2 separate regions of the Sus scrofa genome follow, and region 1 is linked to region 2. Evidence: chromatin contacts called from public HiChIP or PLAC-seq data. All regions are on one chromosome and are shown on one strand. Each heading gives the region's core, a stretch centred on a gene start, on an enhancer-like site or on the middle of the called end of the contact. The rest is flanking DNA. Distances are from core to core; before and after follow the strand shown. Region 1 overlaps PTPN1 (protein tyrosine phosphatase, non-receptor type 1). Region 2 overlaps LOC110257431 (a long non-coding RNA gene).

Evidence for each region. HiChIP or PLAC-seq counts read pairs in DNA pulled down with a chosen protein or histone mark.
Region 1: an H3K27ac HiChIP or PLAC-seq map of alveolar macrophages shows a contact between it and region 2. The contact joins two enhancer-like sites. A contact is called at or near these places in 1 of 47 Hi-C or Micro-C datasets (mesenteric adipose tissue) and 1 of 2 datasets of contacts at active chromatin or transcription factors (alveolar macrophages).

The regions. Positions count from the first base shown.
Region 1 is chr17:52,080,503-52,085,040 of Sscrofa11.1, forward strand. PTPN1 (protein tyrosine phosphatase, non-receptor type 1) reads left to right here. Exons shown (of 10, transcript NM_001113435.1): 6 at 1-28; 7 at 452-613; 8 at 992-1,215; 9 at 2,776-2,947; 10 at 4,218-4,538. The coding sequence ends at 4,241. Among named protein-coding and RNA genes, the nearest start is that of PTPN1, 66 kb to the left of the region's middle. Within about 2 kb of position 1,424, at least 2 of the 83 cell types and tissues checked have an H3K27ac peak or open chromatin away from gene starts, as enhancers often do. A contact at or near this core is called in alveolar macrophages, where this site is marked.
Region 2 is chr17:51,813,010-51,817,176 of Sscrofa11.1, forward strand. All of the region lies in intron 1 of LOC110257431 (a long non-coding RNA gene), which reads left to right. Among named protein-coding and RNA genes, the nearest start is that of CEBPB, 92 kb to the left of the region's middle. Within about 2 kb of position 1,987, at least 34 of the 83 cell types and tissues checked have an H3K27ac peak or open chromatin away from gene starts, as enhancers often do. A contact at or near this core is called in alveolar macrophages, where this site is marked.

The DNA of each region.
Region 1 (4,538 bases), core at 174-2,673, 270 kb after region 2:
CTGTCTGGCTGACACTTGCCTCTTGCTGGTAAGAAGGCCCTTGAAGACCCAGGGAAGAGAAGGGACCACACTTGAACCTCCACTCTGGCTTGGCCAGAGCCTCTCCGTTAGTGTTTCTGCAGTAAACTAGCTTTGACCTTCACTTTTTAACAGCTTCCCTCCTGTGAAAGGAGCCTTTCCCCAAATAGCTTCGTTTGAAAGGATGCTCTTAATTTTATTGTGGAAGCTGGGAAGATCCAAAGAATCCCCTTCCCTCTGATTTTTTTCCCCTTACATGGTCCCAGATTTACTGCTCTATTTTCTAGACTTCTGCCAACCTCACTGATTTTTCCTAAGGAGGAATTGGTATACTCCTTTCCTAAGGAGGAATTGGTATACTCTTCCCTTTTGAAAGTCACATGGTGCTTGAGACTTGGACCTCACTGGCCTGTGTCTCCTCTCTGGCTTTCAGATGGACAAAAGGAAAGACCCTTCTTCTGTTGATATCAAGAAAGTTCTATTAGAAATGAGGAAGTTTCGGATGGGACTGATCCAGACAGCAGACCAGCTCCGTTTCTCCTACCTGGCTGTGATCGAGGGTGCCAAATTCATCATGGGAGACTCTTCAGTACAGGTCAGCATTGCTTTTGCTTTAACCCAGGTGTGTTGGTTTTAAATTTTTGCCTCTAAATAAGGAGGCTATTCGTTGTAAAAAGTTCAAAAGTATCCTGTGTCAGAGGAAATAGTTACCCTTCATATTTAAATAGCTGGAGTTGTGGAAGTTTTCACCACGTTCCAGTTTCTGCCTTTGAAGAGCTCACATAGAGAGCATTAGTAGGCAGAATAGACTTTATTTGCAGAACACCTCATCTTCCAAGGACGTGGCTGGAGACCCAAGAAGCTGGGAGGGTCCCTCACGAGCCCTCACCTCTGCCCACTTAAAGGGGAGCATTCCTTGATAAATCAGCCAAATGTGAAATCTCATGAGACTTCTCCTTGCTGCTTTTTCAAGGAGCAATGGAAGGAACTCTCCCACGAGGACCTGGAGCCCCCACCAGAGCACGTCCCCCCGCCTCCTCGGCCTCCCAAACGAATCCTGGAGCCGCACAATGGGAAATGCAAGGAGTTCTTCCCAAACCACCAGTGGGTAAAGGATGAGACTGAGGAGGATAAAGAAGATGGCCCTATCAAGGAAGAAACCAGAACCCCCTTAAACGTCTCCTGCAGCCTAGAAAGGTAATGTGAGAGGGTCCTGGCATCCTGGGGGCTGGGGAAGTGGCCTTTTGTTCCAGAAATACATGTTGATATTGAAACCTGTGGATATAGGCTTCTTTTAGCAAGCACCACTTCTTTGTCCTTGGGGGATGGGGTCCTGGACCATCACTGCTTCCCAGGGTTGGGCCTGGTGACTGACTGACTTTAGTGTGGGCCTAGCACCACCTGCTGGTGCTTGTTGAAATCATGTCTGGTGTAGCTGAGTCAGACCTTCAGCACCAGTGCTGACAGAAGCCTCCCCCAGGCTTCAGGCCAGTCCTGAAACTGATATCCAGGCTTGAGCATGTCCTTTCAGCCCCCACTGGTTTTTGGGGAACTTAACCTTTTCGTTTAGCCTTGATTAACCTGATCACCATTTTGCTTCCTTGCAGTTCGACAAAGATTACCGAGCACCTACTGATGCGTGTCGAACACTGAGATAACTAGACCATGGCCCCTGGTCTGTGTTCTAGATGGTTTTGTCAGGAAGGGAGCAGTAGATTGTGGTGGGGCCTGTGGACAGTGTTGTAATGGAGGTGTGCGCTGAAGTGGTCAGCCTTTGAGAAGGGACACTCAGCCTTCTGTGGGTGGTCAAGGAAGGCTGCCTGCAGGAGGTGGCGTCATGCAGAAGCTTGAAGGATGAATGAAGCAGAGTTAGCCCAGGCCTGAGACTGGAGGCAGTGCCCTTGTCTGCTTTTTTGGAGGGTGGTTTACGATTGGTGCACGGTCTCGACCCCGCATTTATCTACATCTAGAAATTCAGCCTGCAGCAGTTCTCAGGCAGGTGTGCAGAGATGTATAGCTAGAGGCCTTATAGTGGTGTCATCATTTGTAATTGTGAAAGACTAGAGAAGAGCAGGTTATATATCCAGGGAGCAGATAAATTTGCCTTCCCCCTGTGTTGGCTGTTTTACAGCTGTTACCGTGTGGAGTCAAGATGTAGCGTTGTGGCCAGACGTCACAACAGGTGTGCATGATAAAAGAGGTTACCCGCGATGTGTGCCCCATTGGTTCTGTGGCTAAATTGATCATCAGAAATCTCACCTGGATACTTTGCCAAATGCTGGTTTCCAAGTCCCAGTCTTTCATGCAGCTGCTCCTCATCACAGGGCCGGCACAGGAGGTGCATGATGTCCGCGTGTCCGTAGCATCAAAGGCCTCTCTGCGTGTCAGTCTGCTGGGGTCCCGGGGAGGGAGTGGAAGGCTGGGGGCCATGCCATTGCCTTCCCTGATCTGAAGGGTACATTCTTTCAGCAGCCCCAGGGCAAAGTTGGCACCTGTTTGCACCAGTGGCTGTATTTTTCCTTAGGCCCTTAGCCACCCTCCATCTCTAGGCTGGAGTCCTGGGGCCTCCAGAACCCTACCCTGGCTGTAGGGCCCTGCGGTGGAGGTAGTAACAGCGGGCCTCCGGTCAGTGTCAACATTGCCAAGCTCCGTTTGCATGTGGCTCATCTTTTCCTAGAATACCTTCCATAATAATAGTGTCCCTGCCATTGTTTTCCCCAGAGTGAGTAACCCACCTTTGCCCCCCTCATTCCTCAGCGCGAGTCAAGACACTGAAGTCAGAAGGCGGGTCGTGGGGGCAGGTTCTGCCCAGGGAGAGCCATCACCACCCAAGGAGGAGCAGGACCAGGCGTTGACTCCCTGGAAGCCCTTCCTGGTCAACATGTGCATGGCCACAGTCCTCACCGCTGGCGCGTACCTCTGCTACCGGGTATGTTTTCACTGACGGACGTGCTGGCCAGACCGCGTGTACAGAAAGCCCTGGCCACCAGCCCGGCGTTAGCACTCAGAGCAGGAGGCTCTGAGCCAGTCTCAGAAGAAGCAGATCAAAGGTTTTCAAAGTCTGGAACTGTGAAGGGCTAACAGGAGAGAATTAAGGATTGATGCACTGGGGTTTTAAGGAGCCCTGTGGTCCCAAGAATATAAGAGTCTAATCTCAGGGCCTTAACCTATTCAGGAGTAAGTAGAGAAAATGCCAAATATGTCTCGCTCTCTTTTTTCTTTCTTTCTTTTCTTTTCTTTTTTTTTTTTTTTTTTTTTTTTTTTTTTTGGTTCATTTATTTTTGAAAAAAAATAATAGAATTACAACACATTGTTGTTTTTAACCTTTATAAAAAGCAGCTTTTTGTTATTTCTAGGGGAAAAGAAAAATGACTAGGCACTTATGAAACTCTTGTAACCTTAGGTGGTGTAACCAGATACACAATTTTTATTTGATTTCCCAGGGAAAGACTCCCACACTTTGACGAATGTAAACTCCTTTGGAAAAGAGGGTTTAAGGGTTTCGGACACTGTCTCGCTCAGGCACCTCCTCTGCTGCGCTCACACGGAGCTGGGACAGTGCCTGTGAGCTTTCCCATTTTAAGGAAAACAGCAAAAGGCCGTCTGGAGAAAACAAGTCCGCTTCTGCTTTTGCTCAGGGTGCCGCGCTGGTCTCGCAATGTCTGTTTCTCCACCCATCCATCCCTTCTCGTTATAGCCGTCCTGCACGTGGCCTGCCCCCATGGCTCCATCCGCCTGCACGGGGTTCCTCGGGGCCCCTGCCTCAGGGTCAGAGGTCACCACAGTGTGGCCACCAGCTTTTCACCCTGCCCCTGAGATCCAGAAAGAGCGGTTTCCACTTCGCTTGGAATATAAATGCGGTTTCAGTAGAAATCCACACATTAGAAGTGTGTCGCAGTTAAAGTTGAGGAGGAGAATAAGGATTAGCCTCAAAACTGGTCATGGATACCACCTCACAGACCTTTTTTTTATGATTTTCAATATTTTGCCTCTTTCTAAGCAGCCGTCTTTGAGTGCATCAGATGGTTTAGCAACACGCAAACAGATTTTTCCTTAGGGGTGATTTTTGGAAAGGGAGAGCTACTATTTAAAAAAAATCCAAACCCTCTTCGCTGGGGTGGGGCTGGGGGTGGTATGTGAGTCCACAGCTCTGCAGGAGTGGGTCCCAGCTCACCTGAAAACATTTGGTTTCAGTCCAGTTCCCGTTCAACAGCAACACATAAAATGACCCACCTAGCAGGCAGCGTGGTAGGTGAGGGCCGCCGGACCGCGTAGCCTGCCGGGCCCGACAGACCTGTGGTCTGCACTAAAGCCTCCCCGGGCTGTTGGTCTCACCTACGCGTCCTTTAACTGTTCTCCCTCCCCGTCCTTCGAGTACCAGATCCACACCCCCTTTTTGAGGAGGGCACAGGAGAGCACTGTGAAGGTGGCAAGAGGGAAGGCAGCCTGGGCGGGGGAGGGGGCTGTTTGTGTCCCCCTCGGCTTGTCCCCAGCAGGCAGCACGCAGCATCCTCCCCACA
Region 2 (4,167 bases), core at 737-3,236:
GGCTGTGACCAAGGCAGGTGACACATGCTCTCTGAGTGTCACCCTTGGATCCTACAGCCTTGTGGCATGTCCGCCCCTCTTCCCACACAGTTCAACTTGTGCTTCTGCCTCTTGTGCTGCCATTTCCTCACTCTGTGACTCTGGGCAAGTCACTTCCCCGTCTCTGAGCCTCAATTTCCTCTTCTAAAAGAGGAGATAATAGCAGTAGCTACCCCTCTGGCTGTTGGGAAGGTTTACTCTGCTCCCGCCACACTGGCCCTCTTCCTGTTTCTCCAACTTGCCAGGTGTGCTCCTACCCTGGGGCTTTGTGCTTGCTCGTCCCTCTGCCTGGAACACACTCCCAAGGATGGCTTGCTCTCACTCCTTCAGGTCTCTGCTTAAATGTCACAGCTCAGCCAGGCCTTCAGGGACTCCCGACACTCCCTTCCTCTCTTCATTTGACTCTGTAGCTCTTCCCGCTGCATTCCTGGGTTTTCCTTGTCTGCTACCCGGTTCAGGATGGCCGCCTCGCTTTTGTCTCTCTTGATCATTGTTCTGTTCCCAGCCCCCAACATGGCACCTGGCACAAGAAGATGCTCCATAAAGACTGGTAGAATGGATGAATGTGAGAAGGATTGCATGTAAAGTGCTTAGCCCGTGCCCCGACCATAGTAAGCACTCAACATCCAAGGTCCTAATGTGGTGAATGGTGTTGTTTTTGGCAGCTGCTTGCCAGCGCTCCTTCCCTCTCGGCCCCCTCAAATCCTGTCCTCACTATCCTGGAGCTCCTGCTTTCCCGGCCCGGCTCAGCTCCCCGGCCCAGCTCGCTGCTGCCCGCCCAGTCTCGTCCCTGGGTCAGGGTGACCTCTAGGGAATCGCAGGCCTGTGGGTCGGGCTCCCTCAGGCTCTGCCTCTGGCTCCTCTTACGTCCCCCGGGGCAGAGGCTTCTGGGAAATGGGCAGAGCAGCGCTTTGAAGCTCCCCTGGGTCAGACCCACTGAGCTCCTGGGCCTTCCTTCGTCATTGCCTGATGTGACCCCATTATTGCGTAAATGGGGACAGTGAGTCTAGAGACGGGCTGCCATGTTGGGTGGCTAGTTTTCAGGGCTCCTGCAATGTCCAGAGGAAACGCCAGGGCCCCTGGCTCTCCTGTCCTCTGGAAGAGGGCTGGGGCTCGGGAGCCTGTTTTCCAGATGGCAAGGCTGAAGCTCATACTGGCTTTGGGGCCAGGCTGGGACCTCAGCCTCCCACTTTCTGGCCGTGTGACCTGGCCTTGTCACTCGGTTCCTCTGAGTCTCAGTTTCCTTTATGCAGAATGGCATGTCAGTGGTTCCCAGCTCATGGGGGTGTTCAGGAGGGCAGACCAGCCACCCCACTGGCATCTAGGACCTCTTCTGGCCCCTTCTCTGGGTCTTCCTGGCTTCTGAGTCCCCGGGCCCTTGCCCTGTACAGGGGCCTGGCATCTGGCACCGTTGCCTCCTTGTTGGGGTAATTGACAGCCCCGGGAGATTGTTGCTGCTGCTTTATTTTTTTTCCCTTGCCCAACTTCTCCCTTCCTCATCCTGGCCTCCCTCCTCCAGAACCAGCTTGTTTTTGTTTTCTGTTTTTACGGCTCCATAAATGAGTCACGGGCCTGATTTGATTTAATTTCGTTGTAATTGTTATCTTTTCAAGCTTGTTTTTTTCCACTCGGTTACTCACGAGACCACAAAGCCTAAACAGGACGGGGCCTTCCCTGGCCAGGCCTCTTGGTTCCCTAGAGCTCAGGGCCAGGGTCAGCAGCTCCTGGAGGACTGAGGTGGGGTCTCTGAGACTGCTGGGGAAAGGCACTTAGTGTCCCAAGTAGGACTGCGTGTCCTGAGTCCTCAGGCTGTAGTCTTGTTCTGTGTGCTGTGTGACCTTGGGAGAGTTGTTTAGGCTCTCTGAGCCTGATTCCCCAGCATCCTCCTTGGCAAGCTTTAGAACAGGGAGTCAAAAACGCAGACACCTTGGGGCCAAGAGGCAGCGTGATGAGTGAGGTGGTCCGGGTGGTGACTGCTGTGAACTAGAGAGAACAGGCCCTCCTCAGGGGACAGCTGCTTCGTGGCCGGCACGGGGCCCAGATCTTTCAATTTATCAAGAGAAGCCAGAAATCCGAGGTCATATGTGAAATGTTCTGATTTTTAAATGTTGGCCAACCAATCAAATTAAAAACAACACATAGAACCCAACTCTGTGGACAGCTCTGATTTGGAAGGTTCTGGAAGCTGTAGCTGGCGTTCTTTCTCCCTCCACACCTTTGTCTGAGCTCCCTCTTCCTGGAGCACTCTTCCCTCTTCCTCACCTCATCATTCTCTCCATTCCTTGAATGTGAGTGTGTCCCTGCTGTGCCACAGGCCCCTGGGCGCCCCTGGTCACCGCAGTGTTGTGGACTGGTCTCTTAATCATTTCTCCCACAGACGACGCACTCAGGAGGACATCAGCCTGTCCCCTTTTGTATTCCCAGCATCTGGCGCCTAGCGGGTACCCAACCTACTTTTGTTTTTATGTTATTTTCTCCATGGGGTGTTTGTCTTATTTATTTGAGACCACCTTCATAATGGGAAAATAAGCCTCTTAATTGTTAAAAAATCATAAAAATATGTTTCCTGGTTTGTTATTTGTTTCTAAAATGGGGCACAATAATTCTTTAGTCATTCAAAAACCGGAGGTGCTGAGCTGGCCCCTCCCGGGTATGGAATGGCCCGTGGGAGCCAGTGAGAGGCTGAGGAGGGGGACTTTGTGGGAGGGAAAGAAGGCAGGACCCTCAGCCAGGGGTGAGGAGGGGCTGAGGGCTGTTTCTCAGAAGCTTGTTTATAGCCATGTGACCAGTGCCCGCCAATCAGATGCATCTGGGCCTGTTTTATGAATGAGAAGTTGCAAATGATTGGGAGGGGTCCTTGGCTGTCCATTCTGGGGCGGGTGGGGCCACAGCCTCCTCTACTTTTCCAGAGGCTGCAGTGGGCTGGCCAGTTAAGGGGGCAGTGACTAGGGCAGGGTAGTGGCCGCTGCCCAGACTGAATAACTCCATGAATACGTTGTGTTGGTCGCATGCAAGGAAAAGGACATTACACTGTGCTGTTATGCAATTTTGTTTAAACACATTTAGATGTATCAATACTCGCTTCACTTTGATCATGCTAAGGATTTGTATATACACACACACACACAATTGTGTTAGGTCAAGGAGAAAATCAATTTATTTTCACTTTTCTTTCACTTTGTGAGATAGGTTCCTAGTCAGATTTCTCGAAGGTTGATTTTTTTTTTTTTTTCCCTGAGGTTTTGGCCCTGGTTCTCAGTGAATTCATTTTATGTGGCTTTTTCCTAGAACATATGGTCCGCCTTTATCTTCTGAGCTCCTGCTGGAGGTCTCCAGGAGTGCCCTCCCCGACACTCCCAGGCATAGCTCTTGTTCTGTGAGGGGCCTGGGTCTCCAGTCCTGGGTAGCCAGGGACCCCGCCTAAGCTGGGGCCCAGCCGCTGCCTCTCCTCCTCTCTTGCCCTTCAGTCTTTTCCTCTCTAAGCCAGGACCTAGGTTACCCTTTGGTAGTGCCCTGGCCAGGAATGGAAGCTCACTGGATGCTGAAGATCATGGAGTCCCACAACTGTAGAACTGTTCCCGCCAGGACGAAGGGGTCACCAGCCCTCAGCCAACTAAGCCCTTAAATTCTAGAATTCCAATGCAGGGGAAGCCTGGTAGACCAAGTCATGTGCTCATTCAGTAAATATTTATTGAGCATCTATTGTGTGCCAAGCACTGGGGGAGAGAACAGTGCACAAAATGGACAAAAATGGACAAACTCTCTGCCTTCATGGCGCTTACATTTGAGGAGGGGAGATCGTCAAGGAACAAATGAGATGGAGTGTGTCAGGTAGTGAAATAAAGGGCAAAGGAGGGGTGAGGAGTGTGGGGCTAAGGTGTCATATGGGCCATCACAGAAGGGACAGGAGCCTGAGGGAAGTGAGGGGCTAGCCCTTTAGGTGTCTGGGGCCTAGTGTTCCACATGTGGGAATAGCAGATACAAATGCCCTGAGGTAGGAAACACCTTGCCCTGTTGGGGGAAGATAAGGAGAGTCGTCTGGCTGCGTGAGCCAGTGGGAGGGATGGGGAGGGACCAAGATCCAGAGGCCAGCAGGGATGCGGATCACCCAAAGCAGGTGGAAGGCAG